5 separate regions of the Mus musculus genome follow, and regions 1, 2, 3 and 5 are each linked to region 4. A link is a contact called in public HiChIP or PLAC-seq and promoter capture Hi-C data. All regions are on one chromosome and are shown on one strand. Each heading gives the region's core, a stretch centred on a gene start, on an enhancer-like site or on the middle of the called end of the contact. The rest is flanking DNA. Distances are from core to core; before and after follow the strand shown. Region 1 overlaps Rprd1b (regulation of nuclear pre-mRNA domain containing 1B). Region 2 holds the start of Arhgap40 (Rho GTPase activating protein 40). Region 3 holds the start of Tgm2 (transglutaminase 2, C polypeptide). Region 4 holds the start of Lbp (lipopolysaccharide binding protein). Region 5 overlaps Gm34458 (a long non-coding RNA gene).

Evidence for each region. Promoter capture Hi-C pulls out the DNA fragments that hold promoters and counts their contacts. HiChIP or PLAC-seq counts read pairs in DNA pulled down with a chosen protein or histone mark.
Region 1: a promoter capture Hi-C map of liver shows a contact between it and region 4, with 2.0 times the contacts expected there. The contact joins the enhancer-like site here to the promoter of Lbp in region 4. A contact is called at or near these places in 5 of 39 promoter capture datasets (the 3T3-L1 cell line, 3T3-L1-derived adipocytes, embryonic stem cells and 2 more), 1 of 484 Hi-C or Micro-C datasets (bone marrow-derived macrophages) and 1 of 115 datasets of contacts at active chromatin or transcription factors (bone marrow-derived macrophages).
Region 2: a FOXA1 HiChIP or PLAC-seq map of pancreatic cancer cells shows a contact between it and region 4. The contact joins the promoter of Arhgap40 here to the promoter of Lbp in region 4.
Region 3: a contact with region 4 is called in a FOXA1 HiChIP or PLAC-seq map of pancreatic cancer cells. The contact joins the promoter of Tgm2 here to the promoter of Lbp in region 4. A contact is called at or near these places in 4 of 39 promoter capture datasets (embryonic stem cells, liver and stem cell-derived epiblast-like cells), 2 of 115 datasets of contacts at active chromatin or transcription factors (liver and pancreatic cancer cells) and 2 of 9 other capture datasets (adipose tissue and liver).
Region 5: a promoter capture Hi-C map of liver shows a contact between it and region 4. The contact joins the enhancer-like site here to the promoter of Lbp in region 4. A contact is called at or near these places in 1 of 39 promoter capture datasets (liver), 1 of 484 Hi-C or Micro-C datasets (liver) and 1 of 115 datasets of contacts at active chromatin or transcription factors (pancreatic cancer cells).

The regions. Positions count from the first base shown.
Region 1 is chr2:158,057,490-158,061,115 of GRCm38.p6, reverse strand. It overlaps Rprd1b (regulation of nuclear pre-mRNA domain containing 1B), which reads right to left. Exons shown (of 7, transcript NM_001291134.1): 6 at 2,289-2,464. Among named protein-coding and RNA genes, the nearest start is that of Rprd1b, 31 kb to the right of the region's middle. Within about 2 kb of position 2,340, at least 31 of the 459 cell types and tissues checked have an H3K27ac peak or open chromatin away from gene starts, as enhancers often do. A contact at or near this core is called in liver, where this site is marked.
Region 2 is chr2:158,510,562-158,514,125 of GRCm38.p6, reverse strand. It overlaps Arhgap40 (Rho GTPase activating protein 40), which reads right to left and starts at 1,330. Exons shown (of 15, transcript NM_001145015.1): 1 at 1,188-1,330. The coding sequence starts at 1,321.
Region 3 is chr2:158,144,783-158,148,369 of GRCm38.p6, reverse strand. Tgm2 (transglutaminase 2, C polypeptide) reads left to right here and starts at 1,978. Exons shown (of 13, transcript NM_009373.3): 1 at 1,978-2,079. The coding sequence starts at 2,070.
Region 4 is chr2:158,304,330-158,308,317 of GRCm38.p6, reverse strand. It overlaps Lbp (lipopolysaccharide binding protein), which reads right to left and starts at 1,825. Exons shown (of 15, transcript NM_008489.2): 1 at 1,525-1,825. The coding sequence starts at 1,648.
Region 5 is chr2:158,112,146-158,115,957 of GRCm38.p6, reverse strand. Gm34458 (a long non-coding RNA gene) reads right to left here. Exons shown (of 2, transcript XR_001783529.1): 2 at 3,133-3,799. Among named protein-coding and RNA genes, the nearest start is that of Gm34458, 8.8 kb to the right of the region's middle. Within about 2 kb of position 2,012, at least 105 of the 459 cell types and tissues checked have an H3K27ac peak or open chromatin away from gene starts, as enhancers often do. A contact at or near this core is called in liver and pancreatic cancer cells, where this site is marked.

The DNA.
Region 1 (3,626 bases), core at 1,091-3,590, 250 kb after region 4:
GTTCCTTTTACAAAAAGGCTTTACTCTCAGTATCTTAAACCACAACTAAAATTGTTGATTGTCTTAACTCCATTAGCTGTCTGGTTTCATGTTCATCTATGATGTTGACACAGACTATGCAATTTCCTTCTGTGAGCCAAAATGGGTCCCCCTTCCCTCCAAATTCTGATCTAGTGCCCCACCCCTTCAAGGTTCAGAAGTCACTAGAAACCCAACATGAAGTTCTCAATGAGAGAGATGCTTGCTATCTGAAGGATAAACAAAGCTAAAAGAATAAAATACAGAAAAACTTGACTGTTAGCTAATTAGAATTGTGGAGAGAGACTCCCAAGAAAACAACTCTATGTCCAGGAGTCCATCAACTGTAGCATTTATACTCCGAAGACAATGAAAGGTTTCCAAACAGATTTAACCGGCCTCTCAATTTGGCACTGTCAAGAACTGTTTGTGCTATGGAAGGAAGGTGGAGGAATATGCAGCACCAAGCCTTTCCTCAGGCTGCACTCTGGGCATTATCATCACCATCAGGACAGAATGGAAGAAGATCAGCCTACTATAATGGGTGAGAGGAAATCTTAAATTCAGAAGAGCAGACTGTTCATGTCTGCACGGATAAAGAGCTAATGCCATACCTCAGCCTTTTATATTTTATCTAGACATTTGCTTTTTAAATTGCAGCAAACTTCATTTTATTTTCACAATGAATGGTCCAGCCCAGCCAGCTGGTTGATATGGTTTGGGACAGGAACCCTGAGCTCTAACTGCCTTGCGATGCCAGGATCTTCCTCCTCCATCCTCAACAATGACATGCTATTCGGTGAACTAGCAACAATAAAGCTGCCAAAGCTACAAAATGACTGACCTCTGATCTTCTGTACCTCATAACTTCTTGGGGTATCCAGTAAGCTACCTATTCTGCAAAAGCCCAGCCCTATCCCCCATCCGACAGATACCTAATTATAAATGGGGAAGAAACAGAACGAAGGGTTAACTGGCTCTACAACAGTCTCCTTCTCAAAGACTGTCCTCTATGGTGGCTGGCCACGTTCTACCCAACAACAGCTGCTCATGATAATCAATGTCTGACAGATCAGAGAAAGCCCTTAATGTGTCGCCAAGGGGCAGTTCAACAGATGGCACGATGACTTACAACCAGAATCATTAATTACAATCTCTTATTAGTCCCAGGGTACAGTGAAAATGCTTCCTCAGTGAAAGATGAGCGCTGCAGATAAATGGCCGTCTGCTCCTGCTGATGAAGTTCCCTTTAGGACTTGTGGTCAGTGCTGAATCTACATGAAAGCCACACTACTGTTCAGCTGTCTCCTATCTGCCACACTCAAGCTGGCCAGGCGTTTGAAGTCCCCCGCACCTCTAGCCATTACAACTCCCATAATCGTTGTAGGGAAGGATATGGTACTGCCTCTCCAGTCAGCTGACTGTAGAATGGTGAATGCCTATCACTGGAGCTAGCTCAGTATTCCCTCCCTCTGTGCCACAGAACTTTTCCCCACTGGAAGAAGGGTGGTCTTCTACTCCCTTGTCTACTGAGGAGACTCTCTGAGGCGTTTCCTGTGGTCATTATGGCTTCTCCAGCTCAGCCCCACTGCTCCCTTCCTAGTCTTTTCTAAGTATCTTTTACACAGAGAGAAGAAACAAAGCAGCAGCTAAGAAATACAGACTAACAAGAGGGACAGGAAACCGCAGACAGCCACACTGCTGGCTCTGCTCCCCAGGGAAAAGAAGGTAAGCTGAATTAAGAAGCCAGACAGTGAGGGGACGACTCCAAACCCCTCCTTGCTGGAGACACTGAGGAACATGGCCTCAACTCAGGAAAAATGAGTTCCTGCCCAACATTTGAGTCAGGCTACATAGCAAGATTAAACTTTTAAAATATGTACAGGTAGGGCTTGCAGGCAGGTGCATATGCCAGAAGTAAACGTCAAAACAATCCAGATTCCCAAATATAACCAATTAAGTATCCTTTGGTTTTGCTACCCCAACTACCTCAATTTATAATTCCTTAACTGTAACACTACACTGAAGCAATTTTACGATCCTAAATGCAATGACTAAGAGGCCCCGGTTTTCACAATATGAATTTTTCTTTCCTGAACATAAAAAAAGTTGACTTTGACTTCTATCGAGGCTCTGGTAATTATGGCTACTGGATGAATGCTCCTGTCTCGTTTGTTTTCAGAGGATAAAAAGGTTGATCCAGGAATAACATGAGATTGGGAGGGGGGGGGGCAGTTCAGGCAGTCGGATCTGCCCTGCAATGTACTCACTTCTAGTTTTTTCTCTTTTTCTGACAAAACCTCTTTCTGGTTCTGGGTGTATTCCACCAGCATCCGAGCCAGCTGGCGCCGGTCTTCCAGTTCCGCTGCCAGGCGCCCGTTATATTCCGCTAGTAACAGACATGCTTCATCTACTGTTTTTGAAAGACGTTCAGCTGCCTCTTTGTCTGAGTACAAATAGGAGCAGAAAACAGAGACAACATACAAATCACATAGGTATGATTGCAAACATTCCTGAGAGAAGGTTCAGAGTCCAAGAAAAAAACCAACAGTGTTGGTTAGCCAAGAATCCACAGGCACCAACTCTGTCAAGAAGATGCATTTCTGAACTACCTGAAGTGAGAGACAACTGGACAGGGCGGGAAAGCTGGCAGGCTGAAGAGCTTCCAGCAAAAACTCTCCAAACAAAACCAGCAGAAAAGTACTCAGAGTCATCTGTGAAATGATTTCTCTTGCCTCTGAGATGAAGTATGTTTGCTTATATTACTACATTAAGAATACTTTCCCTACTGTTCTAAAGAAGCACTCACGTCTTAGATGTACAGAGACTGAGAGAAGACAGAAGTTTTGTGAGAGCTTCAGAATGTGATCTTAGAAGCTGATCTGCAGGACTCTGTCCACCAGAGAAAGAGAGCCTAATACCTAGTACCTAGTACCTGGGAACAAGCTTGTCTCCTGCACTTGAAAAAGCAGGGCCTTTCAAGTGTGCATAGACATGACCCACGGTGGAAACAGTTTGTAAAAACACAAACAAGCAGCAGCATGTATGGTAGCACACACACATAGGAGGGCTGCCACCAATTCCAGTCAGCCTGGGTTCTATAGCAAGATCCAAACAGAGAAGGAAAGGAGAAAAAATTAGCCTTTTCTTACGATGTGTTGTATTTTCAAAGTGCTGGTCATCATGGACCAGACTGATTTCATGTCTGAATAATGGCAGTCACCTACACGTTAGGAACAGAAAAAGAACAAACCCTGAAGTGTAAGGACGGGTATCCTGGGAAAGAAGTGGTAACAACACTGGTGTAGCAAATTCGCAAAGACAAGGAAGAACTTAGATCCATAAAGAATGCTGCAACTGTGTGGTGGTGGCAGAAGTGTAAATACATGCATCTTGCTTTAAAAAGGTATTTTGGAGGGATGAAGAGATGGCTTAGTGGTTAAGAGCACGTATTGCTGTTGTAGAGAACATGGGTTCGGTTCCCAACACCTACATCAGGTAGCTCACAATCCAGAGAGTCCAATGCAATCGACACCTCCATACATGTGTGTGGTACATATAAATTCATGCAAGTACACACATACACATAATTATTAAAAATAAATAAA
Region 2 (3,564 bases), core at 81-2,580, 210 kb before region 4:
AAGGGGAGCTATGAAATTTCACATGCTTAAAGGATCACTCACTGGTTCATCCAGCCACAGCCACTGAGCACATTCAGTGGCCAGACGTTCTCACAGATGGATTAGTATTAATAGACTTAGGGGATTAAGGCAGGGGTGGGAGTAAGAAGAGCCACCTTAGTAGACAGGTTGCTAGGTAGGTTGATAGAGATTATCGATAGGTCGATAGAGGGATGGGCAGACGGACGGACTCCATAGATGGAGTGATAGGTAATGGATGGCTAGTGATGTAGTTGTAGATTAGAACAATGGGATGAATGTATAGATGGAATGAATGTAAAGATACATAGAATAATGGAGGCCCCTCAAAGATGTCTGCATTTAATCCCCAGAATTTGTGACTCTGCTCTGGGTGTTCTGGCTGTGATTGTTTGGGTCCTCAAGATGAGGGAGAGCCCGGACCATCTGAGTGGGTCCAAGGCTATTACTGATGTCACCCTGTTAGTGGCAGAGGCAGGCAGGAGAGGCAATGGGGATGGAAGGGTAGGTCATAGCCAAGAGTCAGAGGTGCTCAGTGGTGGCATTGCATATGGGGAGGCTAAGAGCCAAGCAACATATGGGCCCTTAGCATCTGGGAAAGGAAGCCTCGTCCCCTGAGAGCCTGGTAGTGGAGAAAGAGTCCTTGGTTTGGGGAATCTCAGCACACTGGATTCGAAGATAGTAACTGTTGTTTGATGACTCCGAACAGCAGTATCAGGAAGCCAACACATCTGACAGACTGACCAGGGCAAAGTGGACAGACAAACAGGTTTCACCTGTTGAGCCCATTTCCCTCTGATGGGACAGAGCCCCCACAGTTCCCCCACAGGCACTCAAGGAATATGTTTTGTGGCACAAAGGTTTATCCGTATGAGTACCACTCCCTGCCAGTTGCCCCATCTGAGAGTTCCAACCCCGCTTCCTGAATCTCTTCCTGGGGAAGGACCACATCCAGTCTCCAGGGGCTCAAGCCGAAATGTGTGTGGCAGGAGCCGTAATTATCCATCTAAGAGTGGATTTGCCCAAGCTAGTCCCCAGCATCACTTAGAATTGTTAAGAATCAGGATCAGCCTAAAGGTACTCTCGCCTCACAGAACTGTTGTGAAGTGGCACCTGTTCCTCACACACAGCAGATCCAGTCCTCCCTCCACCACCCTGGACACCAGTACCTGCAGCCCAGGTGGGCCCATCGCCCCGGCTGCCTGGAGATGCGGGCTCGTGGGATCCGGGGACAGGGTGAGGTCAGGGGCAGCAGGGCCAGCCCTTCCATCTTGGCAGCAGGGAGAAGGGACGGCTCTGTCATGGACAGGCACACACAGCTCCTATTGCTGCCTCTGGGACTGAATGAATCACAGTGAGAGTCGGAGGAAGGTGGCAGGGCCTGTGGCACACCCTTCCAAGACACCCCCATATTGAGGTGAGGCTGAGTCAGCCAGAACCGCCCACAGGCAGGTATGTGTGAGCACAGACTTCCTGGCCCTTAGCCAAAACAGAAATAACACAAAAAAGCAGCAGACGTGAAGTAAGCATGTTACACATGCCTATAATCCAGAAGTTAGAAGGTAGCGAAAGAAGGTTGTGAGTTCAAGACCAGCCTGGGCTGGAGAGGTGGCTCAGCAGTTAAGAGCACTGGCTGTTCTTCCAGAGGACTGAACTTCAATTCCCCCGGCACCTGCATGGCAGCTCATAACCATCTGTAACTCCGGTCCCAGGAGATTCAAATGTCCTCTTCTGGCCCATGTGGGCTTTATATGCATATGGTACAGAAATATATGCAGGCAAAATAGCCATACACATTTTTTTTAATCTAAAAGAAAAAGAAAGATTAAAACACCAATCAACCAGCCAAACACACTTGCACCAGACATAAAACATGCTATTGGGGTGGGCACTCTCATCTCCCACAGCCTTCCCAGTTTCAAAACCAAACCAAAAGGAACAAATAAAGCTAGTGACTGGTGGTGACCCAGGCCTTCACCTTGGCTTAGTCCCTTCCCATAAGCCTCTGGGAGCTGTAGTCCTACATATGGAAAAAAGGGACCACAGGAGCTCTAACTTGCAGGTAGTCCTTGCTGGCTCAGTCAGACCATGCAGATGATCAGCTGACCATCTTCCCAACACTCCATCCTCAGAAGGAGACAAAAGAACCACCTTCCAGGAACGGAGAGGAGATGGGAGTCCCACTGCTGCCGAGGCTCCTCCCTGTGTATAAAGTGAATCTGCATGGAGGGCATGCTTGAGGCTGGCACATGATGAGGGTTCAATGGAGCTTTGTGTGAGAAACACAGTAGGTGCTCAGTGAAGGATGGACGCATAGGTGGGTGGGCAGGAAGTGGGTGGATGGACACACATGTGGACAGACGGATGGATGGATGGACAGTCAGATGGATGAAGAATGAGGGGTGGGATGAGAAAATGGCTGAATAAGGGGCCAGAGAGACACAGCACCTGTTCTTCCGTGGGCTGGAGTTGCAGTTCCCAAGGCTCACACTGATTGGACCACTACCACCTTCAACTCCAGTTCCAGGGAATCCAATGCCCTCTTCTGGCCAGCTTGGGCATCTGCACATGCATGATGTACATATGTATACACACACACACACACACACACACACACACACACACACACACACACCTTAAGAAAATGGCTGCCGGGCGTGGTGGCACACGCCTTTAATCCCAGCACTCGGGAGGCAGAGGCAGGCGGATTTCTGAGTTCGAGGCCAGCCTCGGCTACAAAGTGAGTTCCAGGACAGCCAGGGCTATACAGAGAAACCCTGTTTTGAAAAACCAAAAAAAAAAAAAAAAAAGAAAATGGCTGAGTGAGAGGGATAACTAGGAGGACCTTTAAGTGAGAGGATGGGCGGACAGACGGACGGGTGAGGGGAGACTGTCTGGGGCGGGGGCGGGGGAGAATGGGACACAGCAAGCCCCAGTGAAGTTATAAATCAGCGAGCCACTGGGGAAGAGTGAGTGGACGCAGAAGTGAACGCCAACTGAGGAAGCTCGGGCCGACTCAATGACTAACCTAGAACCACAACGCCAGCTGCCAGGAGAAAGCAAGAGTGAGCGCTCAGCCCGGATCCTGTACCAGAGGCTTTGAGCCTCTGGCAGGAAGCGCTCCCTCCCAGCTTCCTGGACAGTTGTGTGTCTTCAGCCTGGAGGTGGGAGTGTGCTCCACCTGGGCACCCCTGGCAACATTCCTCAGCCCCATGGCCCTGTTGCTGGAGTATCGGCCAAGCCGGCTAGGTCACAGTGGTGACTCAGACCCGTGGGCCCTGCACCTGGCAGCCTGCCAACACCTCCCTAGGCAACCTGAGCTCTGGACATGCCTCTTCCTACTGAATTTATTCTGTGGCCCTCACACTAGGAGGTCCCAGAGACCTTGTTCTGGGCTCAGAATCTATTCCATATCTCTGTGCCCACCACACAGTACCTTAGGACAATGCTGTTCCACTCTGTACAGTATGCTGGTGCCTCATCTGGAGGGCCACTCTCAGCTTTCCCACTAAGCTCTGTGACTTCTGGCAAATGCCTTAACTGCTC
Region 3 (3,587 bases), core at 729-3,228, 160 kb after region 4:
CTGAATCCAGTTCTGCCCTAGCCCCTGCCTGCCACCTTACTTAAGTCAATGGACCCAGTCCAGTATGGTGGCTTAAGGCCCTGAGCCACCACTCAGTTGGCTACAGTTCTGTAGAAAAGACAGAGAAAGGATGCAGTGTTGGCCACGGGGTGAGGAGCAAGCCTGCAGTTTCATGCTGAGTCTCTCACAGGCACCCCAAATAACTGGTGGGACACCCCCACCATCTGTTCAGTGAATCACAGCTTGCTAATCCTGACCCCACTGGGACCTCTCACAGTGACCCCCATGCATGCCTCCATTGTACGATGGGTGGGAGATACAATGGTTAAGGGAGGCCCAAGCCACACCACTGTTGGGGAACCTAGACAGGACTTTAAGGAGGAAGGGCTGCCACCATACAAATAGGAACAAAGGGACATGATGGTAGCAAGAGTGACCAGGCCTCCACATCAGCCCTAGGAGGGCTGGCTGTGGGTTCTATGGTAGTCACAGCAGGGGTCTGGATGACTTCATAACATACCTGTTCTCTGAGGCACTTGGGTGGAGACAAGGGTAGGAAGAATGCGTCCTTCTAGGATGGGAAAGGTCAGCGGACACAGCTCTTACCTTCTCTGACAGGGCTGACACTCTTAGGCCAGCCTGGGCTCAAGAGTCCCTAGTGTTGACCACTTTGACTATGCCCCATTCAAACTCATGAGGAATGAATTCTTGTCCTTATTCCTCACAGGATGGAATGGAGGCCCCCAAAGGCGAGATACCTCCCTGAGCCCCTAACTGTCAGGGGCAGCATGCGTAATCAAGAATTGCCTCTTGTCTGGTGGTCACTCGCCAACTCCTCCCTCTGGTCCTTCACCAGTCACAGGGAGCAATTTCTATAACAACTACCATAAAGTGGGGTGACCCCGGGGTCCCCAAGGACTGTATGGGCTTGTCTTGGCACCCTGAGTCACACTCAAATAGAGTCTGGGGGTATCCTCTCAGGTCAAAGCGGCCAGTCATGCAATGTGTTCCAGAAGAAGGGCTAGAGGGATTCACAGGCCTATGCCTTTTCAAGAAGTCGCCCACTCAGGCTCCATGGTGGTAAGGGAGCTTAGCAAGCTGTCATCAGAGAAGCCAGGATGGAGTTGGTCCATGGGAAGGGTCAGCGGTACGGTGGTCCCTGGGCTCTTCTGGCTGTAGTTCACAGTGGGCTAGCACAGGGAGAGGGATGGGAACAGGGATAGGCAAGAGGATGGGCGAGCAATGGGTGGGTGGGGGAATTATCGGAATGAGTGGCTGGGTGGGACAGGAAGGGTATGGGTGTCTGTGGGAGTCCGCGTGCCAGTACCTGCACCCCTGTCTGCCAAGAGTCTATAAGCACCCACATCCAGATACCTACGCATTTGAGGGTTATATGTGGCTTCGTGGAAACCCAGCCCCGTGTCTGGCTATGCCTATGTCCTGGCTCTCTAGGTTTGCAATGTGACTTAATGTGGGATGTTCCTTTAAGCATTGTGTGTCCAAAATTGTTAGTTGATTCTATGGGACTATGTGTGGATCTCTATGGTTATCTGTCGGCTTGGTTGTGTGTGTGTGTGCCTGCTCCATGTGCATGTGTGTATGGCATGTTCATGTGTTTGCATGCAGTATGTGTGTGTATAGTATACATGTGTAGATGGTTTATGTGTATGTATGGATGTGGTATGTATGTGCATACGTATCTGTGTGTGTGTGTGTGTGTGTGTGTGTGTGTGTGTGTGTGTGTGTGGTATATTCATGTATATGTGTGGAGAGGTGCGTGTTCTTGGCCACTGGTTTGGCTTGTGGAGCATATCTCTGTGTCTAGGGTATTGGTCACACGCTCCAGGTGTCTGTTCCGAGGTCGTCCTGTGTCCAGCAGGGGGCGCTCCCGGCAGCCTTAGTTCCCGGACAGACAGCCGGGGGTGTCCGCCCCGCCCCGCCCGGGGCCCGCCCGGCCGCCCGGCCGCCCTGGGCTATAAGTTCGCGCCGCGCGGCTGGTCCGCAGCACCGCGCTGGTGATCCTCGCTTGAGTGTCCCGCTGCGTCTGAGCTGTCGCCGCTAGCCTGGCCATGGCAGAGGGTGAGTGCCTGGGCCGCGGGGAGGTAGAGTCGGGAGCAGGCTGGGCTGTCTCCAAAGCTCCAGAGGAGAGCGACAGGTGGGCCAATGGGAGGCACCTTGCTGGCCCTGAATTGTTGGCCTCAGTTTTCCCCACCCCAGGGCATAGCCGTTAATTCTGCCCCTTGGATGAGGTGAAAATGCTACCCAGAAGGTGTACTGGGAAGGGTGAGTTACTGTCATGGGTCTCCCAATAAGTAGTTAAGAACTGGGTCCCTGCTGTGTGCCAGGTGCAGGGGAGCCACTCAGGGATGCTGGCCAGCGCAGGGGGCACTTGGCTTTTCTCTGTGCCTGGAAAGGGGTACAACTTTCCTGGCTGATTCTGTGGTCTCAATTCCAGCATCTGGTGGAGCGCCACTGAAGCCAGGCCTGCCTGTTCTTTCAGGTCCTCTTGAGCCCTCGTGTTCTCCAAGCCCAGATTCTCCTTGTCCACTTGTTGAAGCTCAGGGTTCTCTGCTGTAAGTTAGGGGCAGTTGGACCAGCCTTGGTACAGCCACAGGGCTGAGAAGAGTGGAGAGGGTCCAGGGTCCTGTTCATTCCCTGCCTGCCTCCTTCACATGTGCTCACATGTGTGCATGGGAAACACTCGGGATCACATGAGTCAGGACTTGTACAATGGAGGATGTTCCTAACACGGTCAGACCAGAATCCCAGCTGACTATAAGGTCAAGTCCATTCAGGGATGGCATCTGCCTGCACTGTGACCTCAGAGAAGGGACATGAGGCAAGAGAGGGGATGTTCAGAGGGACCTGAAGCAAACAGGGAAATTCCAGAGGCCTCGGTCACTCCTTTTTCTGAAACCTCAACAGGCTGTGAAGTGTCACCAAAGGGGCTGCTTATCTGCAAGGCAGTTTTCCATCCCTATCCCCAAAATCTGGGGGACCTCAGAGACAGCCCCGGATTACTCTGCTGGGGCTTCCTCCACCAAGGTTCCCCCTGGCCTCTATGACTCTGAACCCTGGCTACTGCACCCTTCAGCCTGTGTGGGTGGGGTACTCCACCCTGTCTCCCCAGGCCAGGGGATGGTTGCCACCAGGGCTTCTAGAAAAATGGCCTTTTTCCTGCTTGAGCCTTCCAACGTTGAGGATTTTGTGGGTCTGCCCAGCCTCAGTGGCAGTGGCGTTAACTTCTTTGCTGTGGTGTGGTCGGTCATTACCAGGCACCTGCTTTTTGATTTGTAGCAAGGGCCACAGACCTTTCACTTGAGGTGGTTTTTGTAGAAGCCTTCTGTACTTCCAGGATGGTTTCCCTGAATTTGGAACTTGTGCACAGCAGGGGGCCCGGAAACTAGGCTGGAAGACTTTGGGCCAGTCCTCACCCTGGGCCTCAGTGGGATCACATGTCCTTCAGTGGTCTGAAATCTCTGAGAGTGCCTACTCTCTCAAGCAGAAGGACTCCCTAGACCTGACCATGAGCCTGTTCAGACCCCACCCCCACCCCATCCCATCCCACACCTGTCACCTAGTGCTTA
Region 4 (3,988 bases), core at 576-3,075:
CTAACCAAGTGGCTTTGAACAAGTTCCCAGGCATCACTTTCTCATGGGCGTTATGGAGCCCAGAGCCTGGCCTGTCGAGCAGAAAAGGCGCTCGCAGCTCGTGGCTGGCATACAGTAGATGTTCAGTTAATGCCCAGAACAACAAAGGAGGGTTAATGTTACTAAAAGTGTGGAAAGAACCACACAACCAGCACTGGGTGCCCACACTTGGCACATGTGCCCAGGGAATGGGGCAGAAGACAAATGTCCCTGACTTGGGGTTCCCAAACAAATGCTATTTGTGGCCCCGCTCTGTGTCCTGATAGGAGTCTGCACCCAGCCAGGCAGTGCACACAGGTCACTAGTGACATCCATTTTCACCCTTTTCAATGAGACCTCCTCTTTAGGGTGTATATGGCAGGATCCCTCTGATGGAACGACACCCTTTGTCCCTGGCTAGTTCTTATTGCTGGTTCTACTTTGCCTCCCCCTGGAAGCCCTCCCTGATTTTCCCTTCTGTCCATAGCCTGTTTTAGATCCCACTATCCCTACTCAACTGAAGCAGTGTTATGACCTCCATTAGATTAGGCAATGGAGGCTCTACCGAAGTGATAGGTCTGGGCTGTACAAACATCCCAGCTCCCTCACCCCTTGGACACGATAATTCTGTGTCACTCTCAGTAGCTTGTTAAATACCTTTTCTTAGTTTGTCAAGTTGGATCAAGCCTGGTGTTGCAGAAATGGAACCCAGGCTACTTTAGGAGGCTGAGGCAGGAGAATCACAAGTTCAAGACCTGCCTTACCTATAGTGTGAGTTCAAAGCTAGCCTGGGTAAGTTAGGGAGTTGCTGTCCAAAATTCAAAAACAAAAAAGAGAAGGTGCAGCTGCGGCCATAGCTCTGTGATGAAGTACCTGCCTAGCATGTGCAATTCCCAGGACAGCAATACATGAACATTTAAAAAGGAAGGGAGGAAGGAAGGAAGGAAGGAAGGAAGGAGGGAGGGAGGGAAGTTGGGAGTGACATGCATAAAGGTACCTAAGGAGTGCTCACCTTGAAGCAATCACTGATCAATAAGTTTTAATGTTTGGTAAGTCACATGACTGCCACTCAGATGCCAAGGGGGCACATCCCATCCCCGTCCGTAGCCTTGCTTGGCCCTCCCAGTCTCTAACTGCCTTCACTTAGGATTTGTGGTTTTAGGTGATGGTTTCAAATTCCACCAAGACTCTTCCAAAGAACTGGTTCCAGCTGCTGTGTGGGGCTGTTTACCTCGGCTGTCTGCCTTCTCTTCCCAGCCTATCTGCCCACTGCTACCTGCTTATCTCTCTTACCTCCTGCTTCAGCTGCTGGACCCCAAACCTTCCCCCCAGCCCTCAAAATACAAGCTATGGGCTGAGGTCACATATCTGGAGAGTGACCAGCCAGATGGCAGCTATTGCCACATACCCGTATAGCAGACTCCCTACCAGAGGGACAATGCCCTTCACATCCAGGCTGTGCCTGGTGTCCCGCCTCCTTGGCCAGCCTATATTATGGCTTCTTACCGTAGGCCAGGCCCTTGTCGGTGATCCTGGCCACCACACCGGGGTTGACACCGCCAGTTCCCTGTATGGACAGGAACAGCAGCCCCAGCAATGTAGAGAGCAGAGGTCCAGTCCCAGCCTTCATCCTGGATGCTCCGTGGGGGAGTGAGGACTGTGACAGAGTGGGCTGGCTCTGGTGTTCTTAACTAGTCAAGGCCCAGGGCTAGGGGGCGGTTCTTGAGGGAGGGCGGGCTCCTGGGAGCAGGAAAGAGAGGCCCAGGGAAAGAGAGGCCCACTGACTGGAACCCTCTTGCGACACCACAGGGGTGGGAGGTGGGGGGTGGGGGAGGGTCATTGTTGTGATCACTGCACAGGTTAGGAGGGCAGGCCTGGTGCCAAGGGGATAAGCCACTCCCATTCTCCCCTGCATGGAGAAGGGGGAAACCCCACACTCTCTGGAGGTTCTGCATTGCCTCTGCCAACCTTCTTGACTCTCTGCTAGGAAGGCCTGGTGTCACAGACAGGAATTTGAGGTTCACTCAGGGTCACAGCCCAGCCCATGAAAGCAGGAAGGAAAAGTAGGATTGTCTTCCCCTGCTCTCCGTTCTTTTAACTGTTTGTTTAAATAGGGACTTCTCCTCCCAACCTTGCAATGGGATAGCTGTCTGAACAGCAGCTTGGCATATCTTTCCAGCACCACGCCAAACCAAACACCACCCGAAAGCTCTCAGAACATCCTGATGCCCCATGACCCTAGCTGGAACTTGCTGTACATAACAGTCCGAGTTCTAATGTGTCAGCTGCCTTGCGCTGCATGACCCGGGCAGAGGAGTGAGCACCGGCTAAGGCGGCAGGGGAGAGGGACGGTGCCTGTCTTCTGAGAGTTGGGCTTGGCCGTGTCACCCTTCCAATTCTGCTTTCTCTTTTACCTTTTGTGAGGATCACGTGTGCCCCGTTTCCCTGCATTCTAGAAAATTCTTCTGTTTCTCTTTTCTTTCTCTCTCTCTCTCTTCCTTCCTTCCTTCCTCTCTCTCTCTCTCTCTCTTTTTTTTTTTTTGAGATGGGGGAGGGGGGTCTTCCTATGTAGCCCAGGTTGGTCTTGAACTCTTGATCCTCTTCAAGCCCTTTCTACTTTCCCAGTGCCAGGATTCTAAATGCAGCTTATGATAAAGATGTTGCCCGATAAGCACTCTAAGGTTTACAGAATAGAGAGCCTCAGGGACCCTCGCACTACACCAGAGCATGCAGTGCCTGTCCTCTTTAGCCTTTCCTCCTGAGTATAAACTAACACAACTCCCCTGAACTGCCCCGAGGGTTGACACGGAAAAGCCCTAAGCATGTAAAGCTAATGCACGCAGGAGGCAGAGGCTCTGTGGAATAATACTAAGGCATGAACAAAGCACCCATGCATGTGAGGCCAAACTGAAGCGCTCCACAGCCAGAAAGTAAGAGGAAAATAAAAGTGACTCACACCCAGGGCCATGAAAACTGCGAGAAATGGGTAGCCTTCCTGCCCACAGTCTAGTCTGTTCTCTCCCTGTGAAACCTCTTTGTGTTGAACATGTTGAAGCTTTGAGGGTTAGAGCTCCCTGGACTATCCAGGTTGCCAGCCCTTGAATAAACCTGAATAAATCTCACCTGCCAGCTCTCATCTCTCAAGGACCAGCTTCCAAGAGGCAGAGGGCAGCATCTGGGTCTGGTTTGGTGACAAAACTGCAGGAATAAGTGGGACTTGCCATTCCTAATGACACTATTGAAGGGCTCTATGCCTTTGGTCAAAGTCAAAATTGTCAAGAAGTTATGGAGGGCTGTCTCTGCTTAGGAGGGAGGATTGTGGGTATTTGTGGCTCAAGATCTAACTGTGTGGTAGAATGAGTTCTCAGCACACACAGGACATGTAACTCTGTAGCTTACTGGGCACTGAGATGTGGTCCTGGAGATTTGTATGTTTGTAGTAAGTAAAGATAATAAAATTCCAAAGCAGAAAACAAGATTTACAGTAGGGATGGGCCTGTGTTTTCAGCTTTTGCCCATAATTTCCAGTAATTTCAAACTTTGTTCCACCCTTGGCTCCGGGAACCCTTCCCTGACCACTCCCGTGTTTTCCTGAGATCCCAGAGTCCCTTGCACATCTTCCCCAGCGTGACATTAACCACATTCTGCTTTGTGGTAACAGAGGTCACTTAGAAACATGCTTGCAGATTCTTCGCTCCTCTTCATCAAAAGTGAAGACTGGGGCTGGAGAGATGGCTCAGTGGTTTAAGAGCACTGGCTGCTCTTCCAGAGGACTAGGGTTCAATTCCCAGCACCCACATGGCAGCTCACAGTCATCTGTTCACACCGGTCCCAGGGGATCCAGTGCCCTCTGCTGGCATCCTCAGATACCACACACAGATGGTGCACAAGACATAATAGATACAGGAAAAATAATTATACATATTAAAACATTTTCAAAAAATTAAAGATGGAGCCTGTTCACTTCCCA
Region 5 (3,812 bases), core at 763-3,262, 190 kb after region 4:
GACACTGGAGGGTTGGCATTTGGTGCACACACATAAACACACACACACATACACGCACTCCTACACAAATACGTACACACACAAATGCAAAATAACTCCCAACCCCTTGACCAGGGTATCAAGTCCATTCCTTGGACACTTAGCGTGACTTGGACATTGGGTCAGTAAGCAATGTCTAGAAGACAGAAACAGCCAGCAAGATGGCTCAACAGCTAAAGGTACCCACCACCAAGGCTGATGACTGAATGCAAGTGGCAGAAGGAGAGGACCAACTCTTGGAAGTTGTCTGTGTTCTTCACATGCACGTGCATACACTAGATGGATGGATGGATGGATGGACGGACGGACGGACAGACAGACAGACAGACAGACAGATAGATAGATGATAGATAAATGATAGATAGATAGATAGATGAATGATAGATAGATAGATAGATAGATGATCGATATGTGATAGATAAATGTAACTTTTATTTATTATTTGGTAATTTCTTACTACTATTACTATTAGTTGCTGAAAGAAAGTGCAGAGGCAAGCTAGTCTGGTTAATCCTCCCTTATGTTGCCTGCTGGCAGATCCTTACCAGAGACCAGCCAGCAAAGGACTCTGGGAAACTCCTCCGGAAAACAGAGGTGGTCAGGCAAGGGAAAGGATGAGCTGGGTGGGGCCTCCTGTCATTGACTCTATCCGTCAGCCCCATGTGCAGAACTCTTACTCAGCTTCCAGAACGCAGCTCCAAGGAGGGCCCCTCTCTGAGGCGTTCCTAGGCTGCTGACAGATGCTTCGGCCTCTGCACATCTTAGGCAGATGTTTATGCAGGTGACAGCTGGGGCTATGAACAGTCATTTCTGCACCTGCCTGAGTTCTGAGTGCTCTGGGGCAGGGACAGACTCACAGCAAGAGGCTCCTGGGAAAACTCAAGGCTGCCAACTCTAGCTCGATGCCTGCCTGTTCACTCCTAACACAGAGGGACCAACCTGACCCAGCCAGCTCTGCTGTATATAGCTCAGCTGGCTTGAACCTCTTCTCTTGTTTACCCCACCCCCAAATAAATACATCTACTTAGTGCTTGTTCCATGTGATCAAAGAACACACCCTCAGCGTCAGGGTGAAGGCTGAGCTAGAAAAGTGCCTGTCACACAAGCGTGAGGTCCTGAGTTTGAATCCTCATCACGCACACACAGAAGCTAGGCACACAGCACCCAAGCTCATAGTCCCAGCACCGAAGGATGAAACTAAGCAGGTGAGACATGTGGATCTTGGGGCCAGCCAGTCTAGCTAAATCAGTAAAATCTGGGCTCAGTGAGAGACCCTGTCTCCAAAAAATATATAAGCTGGAAAGCCACTGAGGAAGAGAGCTGTTGACCTCTGGTCTCCATGTGCATATATACATACATATATATATATATATATATATATATATATATATATAGAGAGAGAGAGAGAGAGAGAGAGAGAGCAGTCCATTGTCTATTTAGAATACAAACGTTTCAATAAAAGCTTAGAGAAATAGAGCCGTTTGCACAGGACAGATGCCTGTGGCTTCCATTGTGAGTCTTCAATGGCAAGGCAGAGTGTCTCAAATGTGCTTATATGGCACGTTCCTAAGTCTTCCTCTGGGATTTTAGGAACCCTAAAGGTTATGCCATTTTACCTATTTGTAGATACAGAAACAGAGGGACAGAGAGGTTAAGCAATTTGCCCCAAGTCACACAGCTGGTAGGTTGCAAAATTGAGCCTTGGTCTACACAGGCAGCTATGTCCAGCACAGAGCGTGGTGGAGAAAGCCCTGTTCCTCCCAGGACTCTTCCTGCTTACCAGGGACTGGGACTTCTGGGATGGAGACCTTCATACATGCCTGGCAGCGTCATGGAATAGGGGGTGTTGGGTTCATCTTCCCACCCCCAAAAGCTTCTTTCCTTTCCAGCTGCTCTTGTTTACCTAGGGTGCCTGCCAGCTCACCCCTCAGCCTCCTGCCAAGCCTGGAATTTCAGAACGCTGATGAAGTCCAAGAGGGAGGTTGGGGCGGAGCCAAGCCAGCGCCTCCTCTAAGTACGTTTACCTTGGGGCTGGGGCAACCAGGAACCCAGTCAAAAGAGCCAGAGGACATGTAGACGGGACAAAGAAAACATTTGTTCAGAAAGCCAGCAAACCAAAGATGGAGGAGGTATCTTCACACAAGACCACTGTGCCTGGGATGCGGGCAGGGAACAGAGGGCCCTGTGAGCAGTTGGGGGTGGGGTGAGCCTTTCTCCTGAGCGGCCTTATCTGCAGGCCACTGGGTATTCTGGGTTCAGCACTTCTACAGAAAAGTTACTGATTAGAGAAATGTGTGACTTGTGTCTCTTGGGTTCCTTTACTGGCAAATGTTTATTCAATAATTAACTTATTGGGCCCCAAAAGGCTTTCTCCAGAGGACAAGGAAAGGGAGAAGCCACTTTAGAAGCCACCGGGAGGAAAAAAGAGAAGTCATATAAGTCGCCATTAACAGCCAGGCCAGGGGTTGTTAAGCACAGGTCTGAGCAGATATTTAGGGACCATGAACACCATGAAGCCCGTGGGTTCTGTGTCAAGTGGGAAAAGAAATAAGCCATCAAAATGAGAAGCTGTGCCCACGGAAGTCGTGTCCAGCCTTGAACAGGACCAGACTCTCAGTGAGTGTTGAGAAAATTTACAGACACAAAAAGCTGCTCTGTAACTCTGTTCCCATGAATCCACAGCTACTGTCAGAGCCGTGGAATCTCAGGTCACAGACTTACCCAAGACCCAGCAGTTAGAGAGGAGTTGTCCCACCGCTCTCTGAAGAATGGCCTAAAGAGAGGAGGGGAGAGGATGTGGGGAGGACAGGAAAGGGGCAGGCTTGTTTCCAGGACCCTGGACATTGGAAGCCTTGGGTTTATCCACACACTGTTTCCCCATTAGTAGCCTGAGAAAGTCAGGCTCAGAAGACCAAAGTGATAAGTAAGGAGTTTTTCGTACTTATTGTATGAACCAGAAAATCCATGAGAAAAGCACCCGTGGACACAGAAAGATGTTCAGTGATGTTGTCGGTGCCGTCATCCGCAGGAGAGAAAAAGTGAAAGCAACCCACCTGCCCACTAACTTAATTAAGAGACCAATAAACTATGCTGTATGGACCATGGAGTATTACTTGGCAGTGAAAAGGAACGAAGCCCTGATACACGCTACAGTAAGGACAGAAATAGGCTAAGTGGAAGAAAACAGAAACCAAAGCTGTCAGAATGTGTGATGCACCTATAGAGAGGAAGGAGACAGGTGGCTGCCTGGGCCTTGAGATGCGGAGGGATGGGGAGTTGGAACTAGGGGATTATGGGAATTCTGTAGACTGTCTTCATGGGTGCAGTTGTCTGGACTGGAGGCCATTGAACTAACTTGTACGGCATGTGAGTTCTATCTCAATAAAGCCATCTAAATGATTAGTATGAGCAGGGGAAGGGAGAAGGCTGAGCTGAGAGCCGCAGCCTGGGTTCTGTCTGGGGGATTTGCTTGGGCATGCTCAGTAAACATCCCATTCCCTTCCGGCTTCTTTGTTTTGTGAAATGAGGGAGCAGAGAGGAGGTGGTGCCGTCCGTTTGAGGGTACGGTGCATTCTGTAGACAGTTGTCCGTGATTACGGGTACTCCTGCCCACTGGGTAAAGTCAGAGGGTCCCTGGGGCCTTCGTAAACCCTTAATCGTTCAGTACCATGTCCATTCCAGCCAGCTGCAGGTCACACTTGATCTACACCCTTCACGATGGCTAACGAGCTGCCTCTAGACAGTGTCCTCAGCTGCTGTCCTATAGCAAGAAA